Regions from separate parts of the Anser cygnoides genome. Here regions 1 and 2 are each linked to region 3. Evidence: chromatin contacts called from public Hi-C data. All regions are on one chromosome and are shown on one strand. Each heading gives the region's core, a stretch centred on a gene start, on an enhancer-like site or on the middle of the called end of the contact. The rest is flanking DNA. Distances are from core to core; before and after follow the strand shown. Region 1 holds the start of LIMK2 (LIM domain kinase 2). Region 2 overlaps SPPL3 (signal peptide peptidase like 3). Region 3 overlaps RNF10 (ring finger protein 10).

Evidence for each region. A called contact is a pair of places that touch in the nucleus more often than the background predicts.
Region 1: a Hi-C map of liver shows a contact between it and region 3, with 2.8 times the contacts expected there. The contact joins the promoter of LIMK2 here to the enhancer-like site in region 3. A contact is called at or near these places in 2 of 7 Hi-C or Micro-C datasets (both in liver).
Region 2: a contact with region 3 is called in a Hi-C map of liver, with 6 times the contacts expected there. The contact joins two enhancer-like sites. A contact is called at or near these places in 2 of 7 Hi-C or Micro-C datasets (both in liver).

What each region holds. Positions count from the first base shown.
Region 1 is chr17:11,237,234-11,240,855 of Taihu_goose_T2T_genome, reverse strand. It overlaps LIMK2 (LIM domain kinase 2), which reads left to right and starts at 2,092. Exons shown (of 16, transcript XM_066979107.1): 1 at 2,092-2,191. The coding sequence starts at 2,176. It overlaps RNF185 (ring finger protein 185), which reads left to right. Exons shown (of 7, transcript XM_013173701.3): 7 at 1-1,318.
Region 2 is chr17:11,296,348-11,299,993 of Taihu_goose_T2T_genome, reverse strand. All of the region lies in intron 1 of SPPL3 (signal peptide peptidase like 3), which reads right to left. Among named protein-coding and RNA genes, the nearest start is that of SPPL3, 12 kb to the right of the region's middle. Within about 2 kb of position 1,508, at least 1 of the 3 cell types and tissues checked has open chromatin away from gene starts, as enhancers often do. A contact at or near this core is called in liver, where this site is marked.
Region 3 is chr17:11,447,499-11,450,774 of Taihu_goose_T2T_genome, reverse strand. It overlaps RNF10 (ring finger protein 10), which reads left to right. Exons shown (of 17, transcript XM_066978627.1): 2 at 1,494-1,696; 3 at 2,721-2,920. Among named protein-coding and RNA genes, the nearest start is that of RNF10, 6.2 kb to the left of the region's middle. Within about 2 kb of position 1,299, at least 2 of the 3 cell types and tissues checked have open chromatin away from gene starts, as enhancers often do. A contact at or near this core is called in liver, where this site is marked.

The sequences.
Region 1 (3,622 bases), core at 843-3,342, 210 kb after region 3:
CCTGTGCCAAGCAGTTACAACAGGTTCATGTGAAAGACAGTTGCCCCAAGGTAGGCTGGACAGGTAAGGAAACTCTGCAGTGTGAACAGCATCTCGTGCTTGGCAAATGGGACGGATCTGCCAGAGCTGTGGGTGTTATTCGTTGTCTTCACATCAACATCCAGCCTTCTTCAGGAAATCATCTGCAGCACTGCTGGGAATCCTTGGGCACAGCACATGGAGCAAATGGAACCAGGCGTGGAGACTGGTTTCTTTTCTTGCCGTTTTTTCCCAGAGTGATGGAAAACTCCTGCCTGAAGCAGCTCTAATGGCTGTTAGAAGGGATACAACTTTATGCTGCAGTTTTTTAAAGCCTGAATTTGATGGAGCCAGACACTGGAAGATTCTCTGGTGAAGCTGGGTGGGGAGGCCGAACAGTATGACATACCTGTCTGCCTCCTCCAGCCCCGCTCCCTACTGACAAAACAGTGTTGTCTTCCTTGGTTCTGTGCAGCGGCCGTCGGCTGCACTTATGGATAATCCCCTCACAACCTTGCCACCATAGCTACGTTTCTTTTTCCCAGGGCTGTGAGACTTTCTACGCAAGGTCATGTACTCCAAATAAAATCCTGTAACAGACCGGAGATCAGCTTGTTTGGGGAGAGGAGCAAGGGGCATCTTTAAGTGAGCTTTGAGCTTAAATTTGTCAAACTGTAAAATTATACAGGAGGAAAAATGAGATACTGCCTCTGCTGGCATGTGCCACAGTAGGGAACGTTTGGAAGAGCTTCTCTCTGCACCTGTGTACAGCTACAACACGCCACAACAGAATGGCTCTTGTGCGAGAGTCCCTGCAGTATCTACCAAAGATATTCATTTGAAGTGCTGGAGGAGACCACAACCGTTTCTGTGTTGAGGGGAAAATTATTTCAGAAGGTGAGCACTCTGTAGCCTCTTCGGAATCCTGTTGGGTATACAGCTTTAAAAAGTATTCCTGATGTATTTGTATAGATTCCTTCAGAACAGCAGATACAATGGATTTCCTAACAAGATGAACAATTTTGATATTTCTCTGACGAGGCAATTCCATGTTTTTCTTTTACTGTTTTTAGATCGTTTTGATTCAGATCGCCAATAGTCATAATGATTTCCTGCAAGGTGAATATTGTGACTTTCCTCACAACAGACATACAACTTACAAAACAAATCAACTCATAGAAACTTTGTTTCAGTAGTTAGACTTTTTCTCATGTGTATGGATAAGGTATGTGTACGGGCAGGGCACTTTGATTAATTGTTGTAGAAGCTTATTTATGTAACTATAAAATGTTTACTTTGAGTAGCGTGTCAGAGGATGACTGATGTGTAACTTGCCAGCCTCCAAAATTCTACCTGGCAGGAAGAAGTCTGAGAAGCATCTGCAGTGTTGTGTCACGTCTAGTCAGACTTAACGCCTGACTTCACCGGGCCGAACAGATCACTCACGTGAAGCCAGTCTAAGTGCTGGTTCGACTTCTGTCGTACGGCGCTTCCAGAATGTTGCTGTGGTCTGCACAGGGTTCTTCTCAAGTGCGTAGAACCTCACCTTCATCTCCACGTGGTTCTGAGGCGCGTAATGCGAGGACGAGGAGCGGAGGCGGTGGCAGGCCCCAGGTCGCCTTGCTTACAGCTGCTGCGGGCCCGGGGCAGCACCCCTGGTGCTGAGGGGACTCGGGTGCAGCCTTTTCCTGCTGGGGACACAGACGTGTAACGGGGTCGGAGGGGCCGAACCGTTTCTGATCTAAACTGCAGCGTGTGAACGGCTGGGTTATTGAAGCGTGCCGGGGGTGGCTGCCGGGACGTGGCTGGAGCCGTTCCCCTCCCTGTCCGCTGCCTTTCACCGCGGTGACGGTGACTTACAGGGACAACAGCCGCCAGCCCTTTCACACCGCCAGCCCCCGCCGCCCTTCCTTCGCGCCCGGGGCCCGCTCTGCGCCTGAGGGCCCGCACGGGGGGCGGGCCTTACAGCGTGGCCGCGCTGCGATTGGTCCCCGCCGCGGTCAGCGCCACGCTGCAGCGCGGCGGATTGGCTTGTAGCCGTGAGGTGGGCGGAGCGCCTATTGGCTTGCGGCGGTGAAGGGGGCGGGGCTTCGATCGGGGCGAGTCCCGCGGCGGCCCCGCCCCGCCCGCCCCGCCCCGCGAGGCCGCCGGGCGGTGATGGAGGCGCCGCCAGGTGAGGCCCGGCCCGGGGGCGCGGGGCCGCCGCTCGGCGGGGCCGGGGGCGCCGCGGGGCTCGGGGGGCGGCGGGCGGGCGGGCGGGGCCGCTCCGGGGAGGCTCGGCCCGGGGCTGCTCCGGGCTCCGCCGCCCGCGGCTCGCCGCAGGCCGCCGTCCTGCCCCGCGTCCCGCCGGAGGGGCCCGGCTGCGGGCAGCGGCTCCCGGCGGCAGGGGCAGGGCAGCGGCAGGGCGGCGCGGCCCGCCCCGAGGAGCGCCGTGCGCCGGGACGGCCTCGGGGCCGCTTTGCCCCGCGGGTGTGGAGCCGCTGGGTCAGCCCGGCGCTGCCGCCCCGCAGGGACCCGTGCGGCGCGGGGCTGCGCCCTGACCTGCGGGGTGCTGCCGGCCGGGGACGGGGCGCTCGGTTGCGGTCGGGCCGCGAGGCGTTTGGTCTGGAACGGTTCGCTGTGAGAGCGCCCGGAGGTCTGGGTGGTTTTGGGTGCTGGGGCTTTTAAAACTGGGCATCAACTTGCTGGCGTTACCAGGTTAGGTTTGGGTAACTCAGGGAGCTTGGCCTTGGTGACAATTTTTAGAAAGTTACCGGTGAGCAAGCAGGATTTGGTTCTCCCTGGGCACTTGTACAGATCCATGCTGTGTGCCTAATCGCTAAACTCAGCTTCTCTCACCCCTTCCTTTGGCTTGGGTCTTGGCTCTCTGCTCTGTTCTGCGTTCTCCCGGGTGCTGTCACCCACCAACACGATGCTCTGCTCCTTCAGGCTGTGGTAACCGTAGTGTTGTGTCGTGGTATGCATTGATGGGCAGGTTTTGCTTGCTGGCACAGAGGCTTTCATTAACTGGTCACAGAGTCACTCCCTGTTGTCTTCTCGCCTCTTACTGTTACCCTGCTGAACGTGTAACCTCGTGGTTGTTTCTTTGAATCATATCTACCAATAACATTCTCTACATCTAAACCATGAAGCTGAAGAGCGACTATGGGCTAAAGAAATCATCCTCCCCATGAGCGAGAGGCACGCTTCCTAAGTGCTGAACTATTAATCTTCTGCATCTTCCTTGTCCAGCGTCACACAACTGACTGCTGCAGCAGAGTGATTTCTGGAGAGTGAGAGTTAGCTGGCTTGACTGGAGTAGCGATTTGATGTGGTAGGAGAAGAGCTGTCATATGTTTCGGGGTGAAGTTGCAGAAGGAAGCAGGCTGCATCTGACCGCATGCTGTTAGCAGGCGTAGAGCTTCACCCTGACGCGAGTTTTTGGTAATTGCCATTGACCTCAGAGAAAAACGTGTCCCCTTCAGTGAAGGAAGGGGCGATCGCCTGAGCAACTGCTGAGTTTTAACGTTCTTTAGAAACTGGAAGTCAGTGGTTAGTGGTTTTCCTTCTCTAAGCACGCTTTCCTTATGCAACTTAACTGCAAGTAAGCTTTTGGTAGCATGAA
Region 2 (3,646 bases), core at 259-2,758, 150 kb after region 3:
ATTAGTAAAAGGACAAAGAAAAAACATAAGCATCTCTACCATTTCTAGGCCTAGACTACTGCACTGAGTGAAATAATTCCTCTACAAAACACAATGTATAGTTTCACCTATAGCAATGAACAGGCCTGAAGGTGACAATTACACGTGGCACAGAACGCAATGGCTTGGTCAATTAGCAAAGCAGGTAACTGATTGATTACCTTGCCATTAAACTCTGCTCAGATCACAGACTTCCCATCTCTTAGTATTATGAAAACAACAATGCAGACCTTAAATCCGACCAAAACAGTTACTTAAAGGGTTTTTTGGAGAAATTTAGAGTTTTTGCAACTCCCCTGTGGGTAGGGCACAGCAGGCATAGGTAGCAAGGTTTTGTAGCTGATATAAAATGGAGCAACACCCTAAGAAGAACTAGGAACTGCAGCTAACCACATGCCAGCAGAAACACAGCACGCTTCTTGAACCTTACCCGCACGCCTTCACATTCATGGGATCTGTCCTCCTGCAGAGAGAGGGCCCCAGTCCAACAAAGGCTGGTCACTGCCCTAACTGCTAAGTGACAAGCAAGTTCTAGATATGCCTCTGGTATCTTTATACCACAACAAAAAGATCTGAAAAGAGGAATTTTATTATGAAAACTGCAAATGATATTACAGAGCTATGCAGACCTTTTATTACTACTTTGCCTTATGCTGCCTACTTGCCTTGTATCAGAAATGGGTGGAGAAGGGCTTTAAATTTAGTATCCCAAGACTAATAAAAATGTTTTGTTAGCAATGTGCTAAACATTTAATTGAAGAGTTCCTTGTATCATCAAGAAAAAGTCCATTTAGCATTGATTTCTAAAAATATGTCAACATATTAAGACCCAAGACTTTTAGTTATGAAACATCTACTACTCAAAGCAACCTTCGCTGGAAAAAAAAAAAAAAAGAGAGCACCATGGCTTTCTATTAGTTGGGCATTTTGCAGAGTCACTGTCCTCAGGTGTCCGCATTAAGAAAACCTAAATAGTACTTTGATTTTACAGTGTTGAATAGCTTGCACGGAAAAATTATGGGACATCCACTCCCATGACAAGGCACCACACTTCCTAAGAATCATAAGTTCAGGTAGTTCCCTACAACTATTTTTAAATTACTTCCTTTATTTCTTTCTCTTGCACAAATTGCCAGTAAAAGAATTAGTAAGGCAGAGAAAAGGAGACTATGTTGGATCCCTTCAGATGACTGGAGAATTTATTTGATGTCCAGAGGGGTCAGAAGATTCCATTATCTCACTTCAACAAGCAGGTCTAAATTTTGAAAGACTATGGCACTGCAGCCTTTCCACATTCTTCATCTACAGCCTATTAATAAATTGCCACGGAGTTCTGGAACCCTCTTCATCCAAAGCTATCCATTTCCTTCGCATTACCAGGATACAGGATATTCAACAGCAAGTCTCCTAATAGCACTGAAAACTTCCATTACAAAAAAAAATCAGCCCCGCAACAGTTCAACTATAAATAGCAAATTCATGGCTACTATTAGTAACAAGGGATAACAAATGTTTACGCTTTACCATGATGAAAAGAAACTGTATTAGTGTTTTCCAAAATTGAAGCAGTAAGTTATTTGAACAAGGTTCCAGAAAATAGAGTCTTCCACATTAGAAAGCACAGCCTGTCTTCTAGTAATGCAATTCAGCCTGTCTCGGAGGCTGTCAGTCACCCAAGTACAGAAACGACATTCTTCCGAAGAAGGTTGTTCAAGATAAATATCCTATACAACTGGTAGCTTCATTTCACCTTCCTCCTCTTACACCATTAGGACACAAACACCCAACTTCCTCTGAAGATCCAGGGCTAAGTTCACTGACCACGCAGCTGACGCACTGCGCATCGTCCCAGCCGTATTTATCAACACGGCCATGGCTGTCATGGTGCCAGCAAGTAGTTAAAGGGCAATGACAAAAGAAAACAGGTTAATTACGTGACAAAAAGAGAGGACTCAGGATATTCAAGGAAATTCTTGGACCTCTGCTAGCGTGCAAAAGAAATCCCAGGGCGAAGAGCAGAGCTCCACACCAGAACCTCTGTGCAGAGCCTGTCCTCAGCCCATCCACGCCATGTGGATTTAGCATGGCCACAGCAGTCAGGCACCTGCCCCGTGGCTTAATTACGTGGATCAGAGCGAGTCTTGGTTGGGTACAGCAAGAGCTAACCAGGCACTCCTCGGCTGCTAAGCACAAATCACCTAGCACTACACGGGACAGCCCGTCCTGCCTCTGAGGACCTAATAAACGACTTCACCTTGAAAATCTTACTGAAAAGCATTTTGAGACAAATATATACTCATTTTGGCAGCTGTGCTTGGACAGGGAACAAGACACTGAGCAAAAATAATATCTAAGTATTTAAGACAATAAACCTCTAACAAACCTTTAATCTGATTTCTTGTGGGACCCAGAGAGCCAGGTAACAGACCAAAGCAAAGAAGGTCGGACCTAAGGGAGGAAGTTATCCCCATCTGAAGCAACACAGACAAAAACACAGAAAAAATGTAGGTTTCATCACACATGTACAAAGGAATACCACTACTGAATGATATATCTGATCTCATCAGGAGCCAGAAGACTAAGCTGGTCCTCTTCTACCTGTACAGCTTCACTCAAGGCATACATTGTACAGGGGAGTCCATCTTGAGCAGCCTAACTCACTCTCGAAGTTCCCACCTAAAAACGTCCTGCGCCTGTTTCTATATACCCAACTTCCCTCATGAGCTCCACCCTCTGTCGCTGGGCTCCCATTCTAGCACTGCTCCTCGTCTTGCATGGGCATCCCGAGGTCCTGCTTCAATCCACGATAGCCAGCAGCCCCAGGCCACTGTAAATCTGTACCCAGCTGTGGACTCTGTAACTGCCAACACACCCAGGTGCAGCAGTGCAGATACTCGGCCACTAGCCTTGTTCGTGTAACACTCCTTGGAGCCAAAGCCCAATAAAATAGGTGTTTATGCATGTTCGTAACGCTTCTTTCTGGAAGTGATAAAGCTGATTAAACGGAACTGAACTCTGGCAACAGAGCACACAGCAGATCCCACCTCCATGTCAGTCACTGTCTGCATGTAAAGGAAGTGCAACAACCAACACTTCACAGCGGTCCAGAGACTGAGAAAATGCAAGAGTATTTGTACTAGAACCTTACATCTGGTTTATGCATGAAACACTGATATTTTGGTAACAACTGCTACAGAAACGTGTGACATACATCTGCAGGCACCACTGGGAGGAACTAATTTCCCAGAGGCATGGAGAAACAAAGGGAAGGAGATGTAGGGTACTAAAATAGCCTAAAGGATTCTGACTTTTCTTCATGTTTGTAACCCTGATGTTTGCAGAACTGCACATTGGAGCATAAAGCCAAGACAAGCTGCTGTGCTACTCCCACCTAGACACCAGAAACAGCCCCACCGTCCCTACCACCACTCTGTTTTATTGCTAGGCAAATGAACAAGAGTCTTCAGGTTCAACGCTACTCAGATTACACAGCAGAACAGAAAGGAACACCAGTAGTCTGCTGTCGCCTAGGAAAACTGAAACAGTATTGGAGACAAACAGTAACCAAAATCAAATAAAATCTAAAGAGTACTAAGGAGTACTAAGG
Region 3 (3,276 bases), core at 50-2,549:
CAAAGATTGGAGTCTGCCATGAGCAGGAAGCAACAGGCCCCCTCAAAGCCCCGTCACGGTGCTCTGATGGAGTGATTTGCTACGTGGTTGGATCCTCGGTGATGTACAGTAACGCATGGGCCTTCCGCCCCGTTGCCCCCCTCGATTTGGGGGTGTCGGTGGGAGAGAAAACTAAAACTAACCGAAAAAAGTGAGGCTGTGAGGGGTTCTGTTCCAGCTGCTGTGACTGCTCCAGGAGGTGGTGCAGGGGAAGGGCCGAGCTGGAGGCACTGGTGATGAAAACTGCCTGTGAGTAACGCGGCCAGGAGTTACGGGACGTGTCTGCTGCCACACAGGGCTTATTTTCAGGGGTGGGGAGGACTGCGAAACGGGAAAGGAGAAACTACCAGGCCTTTAGAGAAGGGATCAGGATGTTGTAACCAGTGTGAGGCGTTGGTGTGCGTAACGCTGGGTATCTGGGGATGGCTGGGGTGCGCAGACCTCCGGCTGGGCCTGGGGAGTTCACCTCCCCGGTTTCTCGGCCTAACTCCTGTTACAGCTGAAATGGCAGCTGGTGGGAGCGCAAGGTTAATGGGTGGGCGAGCAGCCTGCTGTGTAGCTGAGACACCTCTGACGTTAGGTTAGGGCTATGAGAAGTGTCTTCACAGCATTCATCTTCTGTTCTGGCAGCCTGACGAGGCAGCTGTTTACATGCAGGAAACACCTCTCAAGACCCTGATGGACTTTCCTGCTCTCGTGAGCCTCGATCCCACGGTGTTTTGCTTTGTGCTTTCCCCTCTGTGCCCCGTGTCGCGGCCAGGGGTGTGCGCAGCGCGCTCAGACAAACACTCCTCGCTGCCTGGGTCGGTGGACTTGGTACTTGGGAGCTGGGTTTGTGCCCCGCAAGGCCAAAGCGTTGGGCTCGTCCCTCAGGATCGATCAGCATTTGTTGGTCTTACGAAAGCTAAAGGGTGTTTTTAGAACGGAATTGGATCTGTTGGGGACTTCTACGCGTAGGGGCGGAACTGAGTGCAAATAGGCAATGGGGTCCTGCAAAGTGGGAGACTTCGAGACAAACGCAGGCTACAGCGTTTATATAAGGATGTTCAGAGTTTTTATATAGGGTATTCAGAAATGGAATGAAAAATGGCCCTGTTACAAAACGTGACAACAACTGGGCATGAAGATGTAGCGTTGGTGTTTACCACTTAACACACAGGTGACACCTCAGGCTGATGTCTGGCGATGATGATTCCAGATCTGGATGAAGAAAACTGAGCTGCTCTAAGCAAATACAAAGCGCAGCAAATAAATCCTTCCGTACTCTTTGACCAGCTCTTTGGACTGTAATAGGAGTGAAATGGTTTGTGGGCTGGAGGAGGTCTTGGCAGAAACACAAGCCCTTTAAGCGGTGCTGGCACCAAGTGCCGGGCCGAAAGGCCGCGCTGCCTCCGGGGCGCTGCGCGTGCGGCGAGCTCGGGGGCTGCCCGTCTGATCCTTGTTTTCTCTTTCAGATGGAAAGAATGCGAATGGATCCAAACAGCGTTATAATCGTAAAAGAGAAACTGCGTATTCCAAAAATGAGAACTTTTCCAGTCAGTCCCGTCGCTCCAATTCACAGAAAAGCAAAGCTTTTAACAAGATGCCCCCTCAGAGGGGAGGTAGCGGCGGAAGTGGCAAACTTTTTAGCTCTTGTAATGGTGGAAGACGAGATGAGGTGAGAATTGTAATGCCGTGTCTCCAAGGCCTTCTTTCTTGGGACGAGAGGATCACTCTGACCTGCCTAGATAGGTCTTCTGTATTCAGCTCCTGGGCTGGGAAGGGAAGGAGCGATAAGAGGTGCTAACATCGTTGAGATGCCACATTGAGTGTGAGCAGAACAACTTTGCAACAACAGAAGAGGAGTGCTCTCTGCTCTGAGAGACTTGCAATAAAAAGGAACAGTAAAACTAGTGGAAATGCCACCTGAGGAATGGGTACCTAGGCAGGCCACGTGCATATCTCAGGAAACAAAGGTCCTTCATGACAATATGTAGCGATACGATTTCTAGCTTTTAAAAGTCCGGGATGATTGTGTCTAACCACTTGAGTGTACAAATTTGCACGTGGTAGTGGCATTGGGAAAGTAATCAAATTAGCCTTGGTGACATCAAGATGGAGTAAAACCACACCGGGGCTTCTTATGCTGCTGTGGGTATGAATACTGTAGATCACTGGTGGGTTTGCATTGATACAGAAGATGCTGATTTTTTTCAGTTTTAGCGGATGAGCAAAGCTGCCTACCTAAAATGCTAACTCTGTCAAAACTCACTTGCTGTCTCTGTTCATTTCTCATTCTCTGCTTTGTTATATGAAAACTAACTACAAACGAGTATCATTTGTGCAATAGTAGTCAAATGTGTGTTACTGGCCATATAAAAGAATACTGCCAGGATCTCAACAACTCTCTCCTGTTATTAACCTCGACTACGAGGTATTGTTGGCTTTTACTTGTTGTTACTTGGGTTGTTTTTATGCTCTCCTCCACTTCATCCGTGTGGGGTAAGACCACTCAGTTCTAACTTTCAGGTTCTCATGCACTTTCGCTGCAGTGCTTGATTTGCGGAATGGGAGTAGGAGAAGGTGAGTCAGTGGGTGCTGCGTATTCTGTACATAATCACTGCTGGGGCCTGGGTATCAACTTGTACTGATGATTTCGCAGTAAATTCTAGCAAGTTCTAATAAATGCTGTTGTCTCTTAGGTAGCAGAGGCTCAACGGGCAGAGTTCAGCCCTGCCCAGTTCTCTGGTCCCAAGAAGATTAATCTGAACCACTTACTGAACTTCACTTTTGAACCCCGTGGCCAAGCAGGCCATTTTGACGGGAATGGACATGGCAACTGGGGGAAAAGGAACAAGTGGGGACATAAGCCTTTCAACAAGGAACTCTTCCTACAGGCCAAGTGAGTGGAAGACTAGCAGGGTTCTCAGACTTCTGCAGAGACAGTAAGCCGTAAGGAACAATCGGCCAGGGAATTGTTTGATCTTGAATACTTTTCCAGGGTAAAGTTACCTCTAGTGTTTTTAGTGCTTGTGACTATACTTGGAAGGGAAAAAAATATATTAACAAGGTATCTGATTGCCCGAGTCTTTTGGACACAAGCCAATTAGTCTTCTGCCTCAATTTTCCAGCATCGTCTGTGGAATATGACACTCCATTTGGGAAGACTTATGTAGTTCCCTTATGGAAGGTTATCGTTTCTTTCAAAAAACCAGCATGTTGAGATGGTAGGGGTAGCAGTTTCTGGATTAAAGCTAA